Linked DNA regions of Muntiacus reevesi: all the other regions are linked to region 3. The links are chromatin contacts, called in public Hi-C maps. All regions are on one chromosome and are shown on one strand. Each heading gives the region's core, a stretch centred on a gene start, on an enhancer-like site or on the middle of the called end of the contact. The rest is flanking DNA. Distances are from core to core; before and after follow the strand shown. Region 1 holds the start of TXNDC15 (thioredoxin domain containing 15). Region 2 holds the start of UBE2B (ubiquitin conjugating enzyme E2 B). Region 3 holds the start of SEC24A (SEC24 homolog A, COPII coat complex component).

Region 1 (3,130 bases), core at 279-2,778, 180 kb before region 3:
ATGGGTTTTGGATTTGAGTATTTTTTCTTTTCCTTTTTTTCTCCTTTATGACCTTAAGGACATTGGAAATACCCAGTGAACTCTCCACCATTGATGTAACCCTACGGACTCTGCAGCTGTTGGTGGTATGGTTATACAATTTTTGTGATAGGGAAACAAGTTCTTTTGAATAAAAATAACAAATGATGCTCAAAAAGCGCTAAGGATACTGCCTGGCATACAATGAGTGTTTTCATTACTTTTCATCACTCAGCAAGCCGGCTGCCTTGCCTCTTTCCAGGACACTGTTGCAAAAGGAAGGCCCTGCATACTTCTGATGCATGCGCACTAAGTCGCTTCAGTCGTGTCCTACTCTTTGCGACCCCATGGGCTGTAGCCCGCCAGGCTCCTCTGTCCATGGGGTTCTCCAGGCAAGAATACTGGAGTAGATTGCCATGCCCTCCTCCAGGGGATCTTCCCCACCCAGGGATCAAACCTGCATCTCTTCTGTCTCCTGCATTGACAGGCATGTTCTTTAACACTAGCGCTACCTGGGAAGCCCGCGTATTTCTGGTAAATTCTGAATAACAAGCAAGTTCAAAAGGTCTGGACTTTAACAGAGCTGTGAGGAGTGGGGAGAAAGAGCAATGAGACGAAGTCCCAGCCATGCCTCCAGGTGGCTGCCTTCCCCCACGGAGGAGGGCCTAAGAGCAAAATCTGGCAAGCAGCGGGTCACCCGGGGTGTCTGCTGTGCTGTTGCCATCTATCCTTCACACAGGCACCTGAGCAAGAATGACCTTCTTAAGAAAGTGGTCCAGCAGGGTGCAAAGTAAATCGTGGGCTTTGCAGTGAGAGATACAGGCTCTGCCAATTACCAGAAGCACAAATGTAGGCAGATTACGTCGCCTCTCTGAGCTCAGCATCTTCATCAGCAAAACAGGGATACTCAGAACATATCTCGGTGGGAAGACAAGGAGAACGTGACAGAAAGTACTATGCACAGTTCCTGGCTCCTACTGAGGGCACGGTTGTTGTTGATCAGTCGCTAAGCCGTGTCCGACTCTGCGCCACGGTCCAGGTCGGCTACTCGTTATGACTGTCATTAATAATAAAGTGCTCAGCGCATGCGGGTACGCCTCAGTAAGCGCTAATACACGCTCGGGGCATCCCGCCCCAGCGCCTCCCACCCCGGACCGCGAGCCGGGACCACCGGGGGAAAGAGGTCGGGACGACGTAGAGAGAGGCGCTCTAGAGGGCGCCAGGAAGAGGCGAGGCGCGCAGATCCGGGCCTTCGCGCAGACGAAAGAGCGTCGCCCAGGTAGACCACCTTGCCGGTCATTTCACGCACAGCCTCCCGCGCCGCCGCCCACGGCCCCGGCCTGTACTCACTCTCCTCGGCGCGGGCAGGAGACCCCAGCACCCACAGCAGAACCTGCCACCAGCCTAGGAGCCGCATGGTGCGCGGCGGGCACCGGCCGGTACTCCCAGGCCGAAGGGCAACAGGCGCACAGCGACGCGAGTCGCGCTCCGCGGCGGAGGAAGGCTGGGGGAGGAAGGCTGGGGGAGGAGAGGCCGGGAGCGCGGGCGCGGCCCCGCGCCGCCATCTTGGCAGCTGGCAGCGGCCGAGGGCGCCATCTTGGAGTCGGGCGGCCAGCTCTGGCTCCTGGGCTCTGGCTTGCGCCGTGGGGCTCCGGGCTGTTTTCTATATTGCCTGACCCTGGTGCGGCCTGGCGGCTGGCAGCACACCCTGCGCCCCTGCCTAGCACTTCCTTCTCGGGCCAGAAAGGCCCAGAAGTCTCCTGTTGGAGCGCTCATGGAAGTTCAGATCTCCAGCTACACTTCCCAGGTTGCCACATAAAACACAGGATGTCTATTTAAAAATTTCACATAAACAACGAATGAGTTTTTTCACTGTTAAGAGACCGACCATTGCTAGGCTGCCCTAGTTTTGCTACAGTAAATTTTCTAGTGGGTCCAGAAGGTGCTGGGACAATGGACAACAGGGGTGGAAGAGCCCACATTTGTAAACTAGATCACTGCGGTCATCATTTGGAATAACAACCTTACACCCAACAGTGTAGTAGCAAAGATTTTCGTTAATTTCTTGTCTCCTGTAACCTTGGGCTTCCCTGGTGGCTCAGGGGTAAAGAATCCACCTGCCAATGCAGGAGACTCCAGTTCCATCCCTGCTTCAGGGAGATCCCCTGGAGAAGGGAATGGCAACCCACTCCAGTATTCTTGACTGGGAATGCCTATGAACAGAGGAGCCAGGAGGGCTATAGTCATGGGGTGGCAAAGAGTAGGATAGACTTAGCAACTAACAACAACACACCCTCCTTACTGGATTTGAAGGTGCATGAAAAGCCAATGGGACAGAGGATTAGAAGAATTTAGGATTAATGAAAAGGAGGCTGATTTGGCTCATCCACACACTTTTTCCTCTTTATTATGTCCTATTCCCCTCTCTGTGTTTGTGTTTTGGCTGTTTGTTTGGACACATGCACTTCCAGATGTTAGACTTGTTTTACGGTAAATGCTATCTGTGATGACAATTCCATATATACAGCCAGCAGGACAGAATGTATATTTGACTGTCTCACCGCCAGGTGGCACATGCACTTATTTTCAGTGAGAGGTTAAAACATTGAGGTTTAAAACAGGTTTTACTTTCATTTCCTACGAGGTAAAAAAGTTTGACATCACTTTCTTTGGCTGAACTCTATGCACCAACACCATACATCCTGGGGGTTTACACAAGAGACTGATAATATTTGGAATTGTTGGGACATCCCTTGTGGTCCAGTGGCTAAAACTCCAGGCTCCCAATGCAGGGATCCCTGGTCAGGGAACTACATCACACATGCCACAACTAAGACCCGATGCAGCCAAACAAATATTTTTAAAAGAAAGGAGAAATTGTAACTCACAGCTACACACCTGCACTCACAGTGTTTTGTGTAGTGTAAGGGAGAGAAGGCGGGGTTTGGAAAAAGACCGAGACTGGCACTTTACAGGAACAGGTCAGATCACCTTTAATGAGGGGAGAAGGGGCAGCAGTCAGATTAGTGAGCTGCTGTACTAACCCAAGAAAGCCTGTTCTTCTCCAAGGTTGTTCGGAGTAGTTATCTCTTAAACAGCGGGGGCAAGGAAT
Region 2 (3,563 bases), core at 431-2,930, 230 kb after region 3:
CAGTTCATGGGGTCGCTAAGAGTCAGACATGACTGAGCGACTTCACTTTCACTTTTCACTTTCATGCACTGGAGAAGGAAATAGCAACCCACTCCATTATTCTTCCCTGGAGAATCCCAGGGACAGGGGAGCCTGGTGGGCTGCTGTCTATGGGGTCGCACAGAGTTGGACACGACTGACGTGACTTAGCAGCAGTAACATAGCAATTCTTAACTTTCCTATAGCTAAGGATGGAGACATACTGTTAGGGTTACCCTACAGTGAAATGCTAAAGAGAATTAAAAAAAAAAAAAAAATCTGTCATGTCATTTGTTTAGCAATTATAATTGTTTTGGAAATCTACAGTTCATGGTTTTCCAGAATGAAGTAATGCTTTTGATCAAATCAAGTAAGTTTCATTAAAGTCCGAGAGCTTTATTGTATAAGCAAGAATCATACGTTGTCCTGGTTACCAACCCTGTCATAACCTAGTTGTAGAAAGGATAGATTTAAGGCTATAATTTTACAGGGTAGACTCAGTTGCTCTAGATTGTGAGCTCACTGAGAGCAGGGACTCTGATTCATGCTTTGATCCTTGGCAACATTATAAGTCAACAACAAATATTTAATAAATGTGCTTTACAAGTCTGGGTCCAGTATAAGATTTACTGTGATACTCATAGAAAATATAACATAGTTGAAAAACTTTTCAAAAGGAAAGACAATTTTGAATATTTTTATGGTGATAAGCAAAAACCATAACTACCTCTCTTTCCCCTCCGTCTCTCAATAAAAGCTGTCGCAGCATAGAAACACTTAGGAATGTTTTAAAATACCAATTTCTTTACCCTAACTCATTTAAATCAGGATCTCTGGGGTTGGGGCCTTTTAACAAACTCTCTAGGTGTGATTTTATTTTTTATTTTTTTCTAGGTGTGATTTTAATGTGCATGTTGGGGTAAGACCAACTGGACTAGAATTTATTGGATAATAATAATGCTTTCTCTTATTCAGAAGCAAAGTGAGATTTGGCCTCTTACGCTTAACTTTTTTTTTTAGCAGGAAAATGAAAGCCGTAACGAAAACAGCACTGCCTGGGCATTTCCAGTGATATTCTTTTTATTCATTGGAGGCTGTCACTCAATCCGAACCCCATGTCTAGTTCTTAGACGATTAAGATTTGGGGTGCCTTGTATGTCACTCTATTTTGTGGTGGAGCCCTTTGAATTATTTGCTTTTCCAAAGAGGGCCTTTTACGAGTTTTGAAGTGTAGAAAGGGAATTTTTTTAAAAGAGAATTACTATGACTTCAGGGAAAAAATTTTTTGGCATGTAAGAGGTGTTCAAGAAATGTTCTTATGAATCGTCTTATCCCTGTTTTAAGGATGAACGTCGACAGCTGAGGTTAAACACAGATTATGTAACATTAAGATAATTAGGTAACTTAGAAAACTATAATTTTACAAGACTTCCTTGGAAGTCTCGTTTTACAAGAAGTCTCTACCTGTGACACCAAGCATCCTTTTAGGAACCAGCACAAGAAGCAAGTGTTCTCGGGCCTGCGAGCGTCTAAGATGCAGGTCGGATAAACTTCCACCCCGGTTCCCCTTCCCTAGAGGATTTGCAGTTTCTCGAGCTTTTGCCAAAGTATGATCCTCCCCTGTCGCGGCTCAGAACCAACCTTATGTAGTGGCCCCAGTTTGACCGACAGCTGCTCGTATTACCGACCTCCACCCGCAGGGAAGCTTCCAGTTAACCCCCACAGGAACTCTTGTCCACGCGTTTCCATTTTCCCTTCCGGGTCGGGCCTGGCCGGTTTTCCGGTCTTGCGCAGTAGACCCTAAGCCAGTGACCTGCTGCCCCGTTGCTATGGTAGTAGGCAGCCGGGAGCTAGCAGGCTAGGTAGGGTGGGAGTCGCTGTGACTGCACTGAGCCAGGCTGCAGGATCACAGAATGGGCTGAGGCAGCGGCGGCTGCCCGGACGAGGTCGACGGTGGGGAAAGAGGCGCGGCACTGGTCTGGGACTCTAAGACTCCTGGTTTGAGGAGCGGGCGGGACCGAGGTTTTCTTGGGTCCCGGGGCCTGATCTGTTGGTGACTGCAGCTTTGCGGAAAACTTATATTTGATGGGGCTTGACGAGACGTGTGGGAACCCTACCCATGATGAATAGGTGACATGTAGTGAGAGCATCTTAAAGCTTGGTGGGAATGATGGAAACAGTAGCAAGTTCCCCCAAGTTCTGGTGGTGGCCGAAGCCACATAAAGACGCCCTGCTACCGAGCTGGCAGAGTTCCCAGAGACAAACACGACTCTTGGAAAAGAATCCTAGTTTTCCTTTTCCCGTAATTTAAAGTATTAGTTTATTGTGATATTGCACTATCCACGTTGAATAAAGGTATGAATGTTTAATCTTCTCCCTCCCCCCCCCCCCCTTTCTTTCCATAAAGAAAAAACCGGGCTTCAAAATGGAGATGTATGAAACCCTTGGAAAAGTGGGAGAGGGAAGTTATGGAACAGTCATGAAGTGTAAACATAAGGATACTGGGCAGACAGTGGCCATTAAGATATTTTATCAGAAACCAGAAAAGTCTGTCAACAAAATTGCAATGAGGGAAATAAAGTTTCTAAAGGTTTGCTTCTTTTACCTTAATTGCTCTCTGTAAGTCAAAAAAGAGATTGTTATAAAATAAAAACTTATATAATGAATATTTCAGTTAACATAGGTATTTGGAATAGAAAAACAAGTGTGATAGCTTACCTTATTGTGTACATTTTGTAATTTTACAGTGGTAGTAGATAAATGTGCTTGTGTATAATGTAACAAAAACTGCCAAATGTGAAATAATTATTCAATTATTTAGTTTTATAACACTTAATAAAAATGTCTGTGTTTGTGCCAGATGTTGTGACTATAATGAGGTGAGAGACAGTACCTGCTCTTCAGAACTTTTATTATTTAATCAGAAAGACAAGAGGACATATTAAAATAACAGTGAATTTTAAGTAACTCACAGTAAAAGCCAGTGATTAACACAAAGTCCTACTGGATAGGGAAGATTTCTTGGAGGAGGTGGAACTTGAATTGGGCTTTAAAGGGTATGTAGGATTTAGGAAACATAAACAGCATAAGCTCGAGAGCCTAAAGCAAGACAAAGAACCAAGAGCAGAGCAGAGTGGACAAAGAGCATTTGCCTGTAGAGTTTCTTATACAGAAGTGGAAAGAAGTGAGATGAGAGAAGTAAATTGGAGATAGGTTTTAAAGTCTTCTAAGCTAAGAAATCAAAACTTGATTTTTCCGAGAGATTTTGAATTCAGAGTAAAGAAGTGGTTAATATTAATCTAGCATTATTTTTTTAGAATAGAGGACTATAGATTGGAGGACTGAGAAAGTAAAAATAGGGAAATGTGTTCTGACCTTAATTCAAGAATCCTTAAATGTGAGGGACCTTGCTAGAATGCAGCACTTTGAATTGAAAGTAGTAATATATTACTAAAGAAGACATGAAAGTGTAGAAGGCAACAAAGAGGAGGAATCAAAGGTATCTTTGAGGTTCAGTGATTGCTACCATTGGTGGAAATATCAGA
Region 3 (3,378 bases), core at 448-2,947:
CATTTCATCCTCAGTGAAAATGCAACTAACTAGCCTAGAATAAAAAATAGTTTACATAATCTGTTACCATAAGTTTGGGAAAAAACAACTGATTCAACTTAATACCATTTCAGTGCTTACTCTCACTTATTCTTGCTACTGCCTACATACTTGCCTACTCATAGACATTTTTAAAAGTCTTTTGGAGCCTTCTTTGTAAAGAAACCAGTAGTCTCTAAAAACAATGTAAATTAGCTATTTTAGTCAGTGGTTATTTTCTCGAACTCCACAGAAATCTTAGATTTCAATGGGAAACTGAAGCATTTTAATATTATTCTACTAGTTTTGTTTCCAAGAACTAAAGATTTATAAGTAAACTGGTAACCCATCTCCCAACAGATGTTGGGAGAACATCTGTCTTTATTATAAGTTCTTTATGATTATAAAGAACTTAGCAAATCACAACATAGGACAATTTAAAGAATCCTAGAAAGAGTATAAAATTAGAAGACATCCTCACACCGAATGACAAATTATAGTGCCACATGTACACTCTGGTCAGAGGTCCAGAGAATTTGTGTCCAATCACTTTCCAAGTGATGTAACGACCTCTGGAAATCAAACAGGAGATCCTCCCCTTCTAAAGCTGAAAAACTGAACAGGTGGCCTAGGTACAATTCGGGGAAGGTTCAGGGAGAGAGGAGCAGGTCCTAAAGAGGCAAAGCATAATCCTCCATTCATCTCCGCAGGTTCACACTGAGTACTTTAATGCAGGCCTGACCGGACCGAAATTAATCAGACCCCAAACCGTGCTCTCCAGAAGACGAAGGTGAGGTGGCGCGGAGAGAAAGGGCACATAAACAGATGCCAAGAGCCTTGCATGCGAGTTGTGAGTTAATGACGGCGTCTGTGTTTTTCACCCATGTATACCCAGGGCGTTTTATACAGCAAGTGCTCAGCAACTGTATGCTGAACGAAAGAATAAATAAATAAATATGAAACACTAAGCAAGTCGCGGTCCCTGTGGCTCAGCCTCCCAGCTCCAGGCGCTCCTGACCCTGGCAGGGAAGTCACTCTCGCCTGATGTCCCCTCAGACGGAGGCAACAACCAAAGGTCAACTCGGGCCGGGGCCCAAACTTCGCCTTCCCCAACTCTTAACACCCAGAGGTACTTACCGTTGGTGTAGGGAGACCCCGACGCCGAGGCGGCCCCATTCTGGGCCTGGAGGCCGGTGGAGGCGCCGCCAGAGGCGGGTATCCCGGGCTGGGACATGACGACGACGTTTATAGGGGTCTGGTCGGGGTCTGCGACAGCCCCAAGCCAAGAGTTGAAAAACGACGGCTGGAAGCCAGAGATGGGGCTAACGACTTAGGACTGAAAGCCGGATTGAGAGAGGGCGGCGCAGGGAGCCCTACGCATGGCGCCGCATTCTCCCCAGTCCGCCGGCGGTCAGAGCTTGGCCTGGGTGCCGAGGCTTGGGTGTCGGGCCGCTGGGGCCGCGAACGCCGGGTTGTAAAGCAGCAGCCAAGCGGAGACAGACTAAGGGAGGCCCCGACCGGAACTGCCTGTCAGCCGCTGGGCGCGCAGGCGCAATCGGGACACGTGGCACTTCCGGCTCCGGCCTCGCAGCGGCAGCCTCAGTCGGTGAGCTCTTCTCTCCCGGCGGGGCTGCCCTGAGCCACCTGACAGCTCCGGGTGTCCCGGCCCGAAGGACCGTGCTCGGCCTCTCCTGCCACGTCACTGACTCTCACTGTCGGCCGGAAGTGGCGTGTGTCACCGACACGGAAATCCCCGCCGTCGTGAACGCGGCAAGGCCGGGATCTGAGGACAGTCAGGGTTTCAGTGGCAGCTTTCGAGGGGTGGGACTGACAGTTCTCCAGTTTTTGTGAAGATTACCTGAGAGGACAGACTTCATTGTCCTCTGTTGAACCGATTAATGTTCATCACGGTATTTCATTTCACATTTCATCATATTCCAGGTGTAATTTATAAGGGATTTTTTTTAAAGGTTAATTAGGTATAGGTGTTCAAAGTAATCAAATCGAAGAGGAGGCCTTTGCTTTTTGACCTGAAGATTCAAAAGTAATTTTAATTTTGAAACTCGCTGATTCATATAGCAAGTCATGCCAGAGTTCATTAACATATTTAAATGGCAATTTTATTTCCTCTTCTAAGAGTTTACAGTAAAGTACAACATTCAAACTTCCTTTCTAGGCAAGGTGACTTTTTTTCTTGCAAGTAGACTTTTTTTTTTTTTTTTACTTTTGAGACTAAGGGGAGGTAGAAACTGGAATGATTAGACAACATAGTTAATGACATCAGTGATCATATTAGCCACCTTCCTTATACTTAGGTTTTTCCTGTCCTGAGCTGATGATAAAGCCCTCCTTTCAACTATAGACTTGTGTCGTTGACTAAAATGTCTTGCCAAGGGTTTCAAAATCTGTGAAAGGTGAAATACATCTTAACTCATTTAATATCAAATGCCTACTATGAAATGTTATATTACATACAAAAAGTAAGAACTAAACTGCTGTGAGAGGCCTGAAAACAGTAAGAATTCAAATAACTACCTGTTAATTTTTATCTTTTTTTTAACATTTGCCTCATATGTGTAAAAATGTGTTTGCTGTGCATGAAATTGAAAAACTCAATTCCTTTGTACAAGATACAGGTACAAAGTCTTTAGAATGAAGATGATACTTTTGGTCAAAATGTTTTTAGCTTAGGGCCCCATAACAAAAATCCCAAAGCATATGTCCCAAGACCACTTGAAAAGATACACAATCACAAGCCTCTCAATGGTTTTAAGATACATAAACACAAGTCTATTTTCTGAGAAAATAGACCTCAGAAACTCAACCTCCCTGAGCTTAGAAAAATCAGTGTTACTCTTCAAAAGAGCAAATCCAAAAAAAAAAAAAAAGAGCAAATCCTTAGGCCTGGACTCAAACTTGCATTAGTTTAATTTTTTATGCAACATTTTAATGATCTTGGTTTACTAACCTTGGCATCCGAGTTGGATTTGGTTAAATCAAGTTTTCTTTGGACTTTGTTCTGTTTAAGCAATATCTCTGTTCAGCAAAAAAACAACAGCAGCAGCAGCAACTGATGAAGAAGAATTAGCCATTTTAAAAAGCAAGTAACCTCTGGTTCAATCAGGTTAAATAAATGTAAATAATTTGCTAATAAGTAAACAATGCTTTTTCTAAAATGTGTCACACCCCTATGTATCCCTGTTGCTATTATCACCCCCCACTCCAAAAACAAAAACAAGAAACAAAACTATGGTTAAGTCTTTCAAGTGTCTTTTACATTTTCAATGTAACAGCTTTAAAATATTGAAGGAAAAGGCATTATTTGTCATCTACACACCCTGAGGAATAGTAGGAAAGTAA

Evidence for each region. Hi-C and Micro-C count contacts between places; a contact is called where the count stands out from the background.
Region 1: a contact with region 3 is called in a Hi-C map of muscle, with 2.4 times the contacts expected there. The contact joins the promoter of TXNDC15 here to the promoter of SEC24A in region 3. A contact is called at or near these places in 2 of 3 Hi-C or Micro-C datasets (blood and muscle).
Region 2: a contact with region 3 is called in a Hi-C map of muscle, with 3 times the contacts expected there. The contact joins the promoter of UBE2B here to the promoter of SEC24A in region 3. A contact is called at or near these places in 2 of 3 Hi-C or Micro-C datasets (blood and muscle).

Annotation. Positions count from the first base shown.
Region 1 is chr1:224,404,503-224,407,632 of mMunRee1.1, reverse strand. It overlaps TXNDC15 (thioredoxin domain containing 15), which reads right to left and starts at 1,528. Exons shown (of 5, transcript XM_065918578.1): 1 at 1,369-1,528. The coding sequence starts at 1,435.
Region 2 is chr1:223,998,411-224,001,973 of mMunRee1.1, reverse strand. It overlaps UBE2B (ubiquitin conjugating enzyme E2 B), which reads right to left and starts at 1,680. Exons shown (of 6, transcript XM_065918555.1): 1 at 1,660-1,680. CDKL3 (cyclin dependent kinase like 3) reads left to right here and starts at 2,444. Exons shown (of 12, transcript XM_065918559.1): 1 at 2,444-2,608. The coding sequence starts at 2,444.
Region 3 is chr1:224,227,477-224,230,854 of mMunRee1.1, reverse strand. It overlaps SEC24A (SEC24 homolog A, COPII coat complex component), which reads right to left and starts at 1,697. Exons shown (of 22, transcript XM_065918571.1): 1 at 1,156-1,697. The coding sequence starts at 1,252. LOC136156122 (a long non-coding RNA gene) reads right to left here. Exons shown (of 3, transcript XR_010660907.1): 2 at 2,987-3,088; 3 at 1,864-2,048.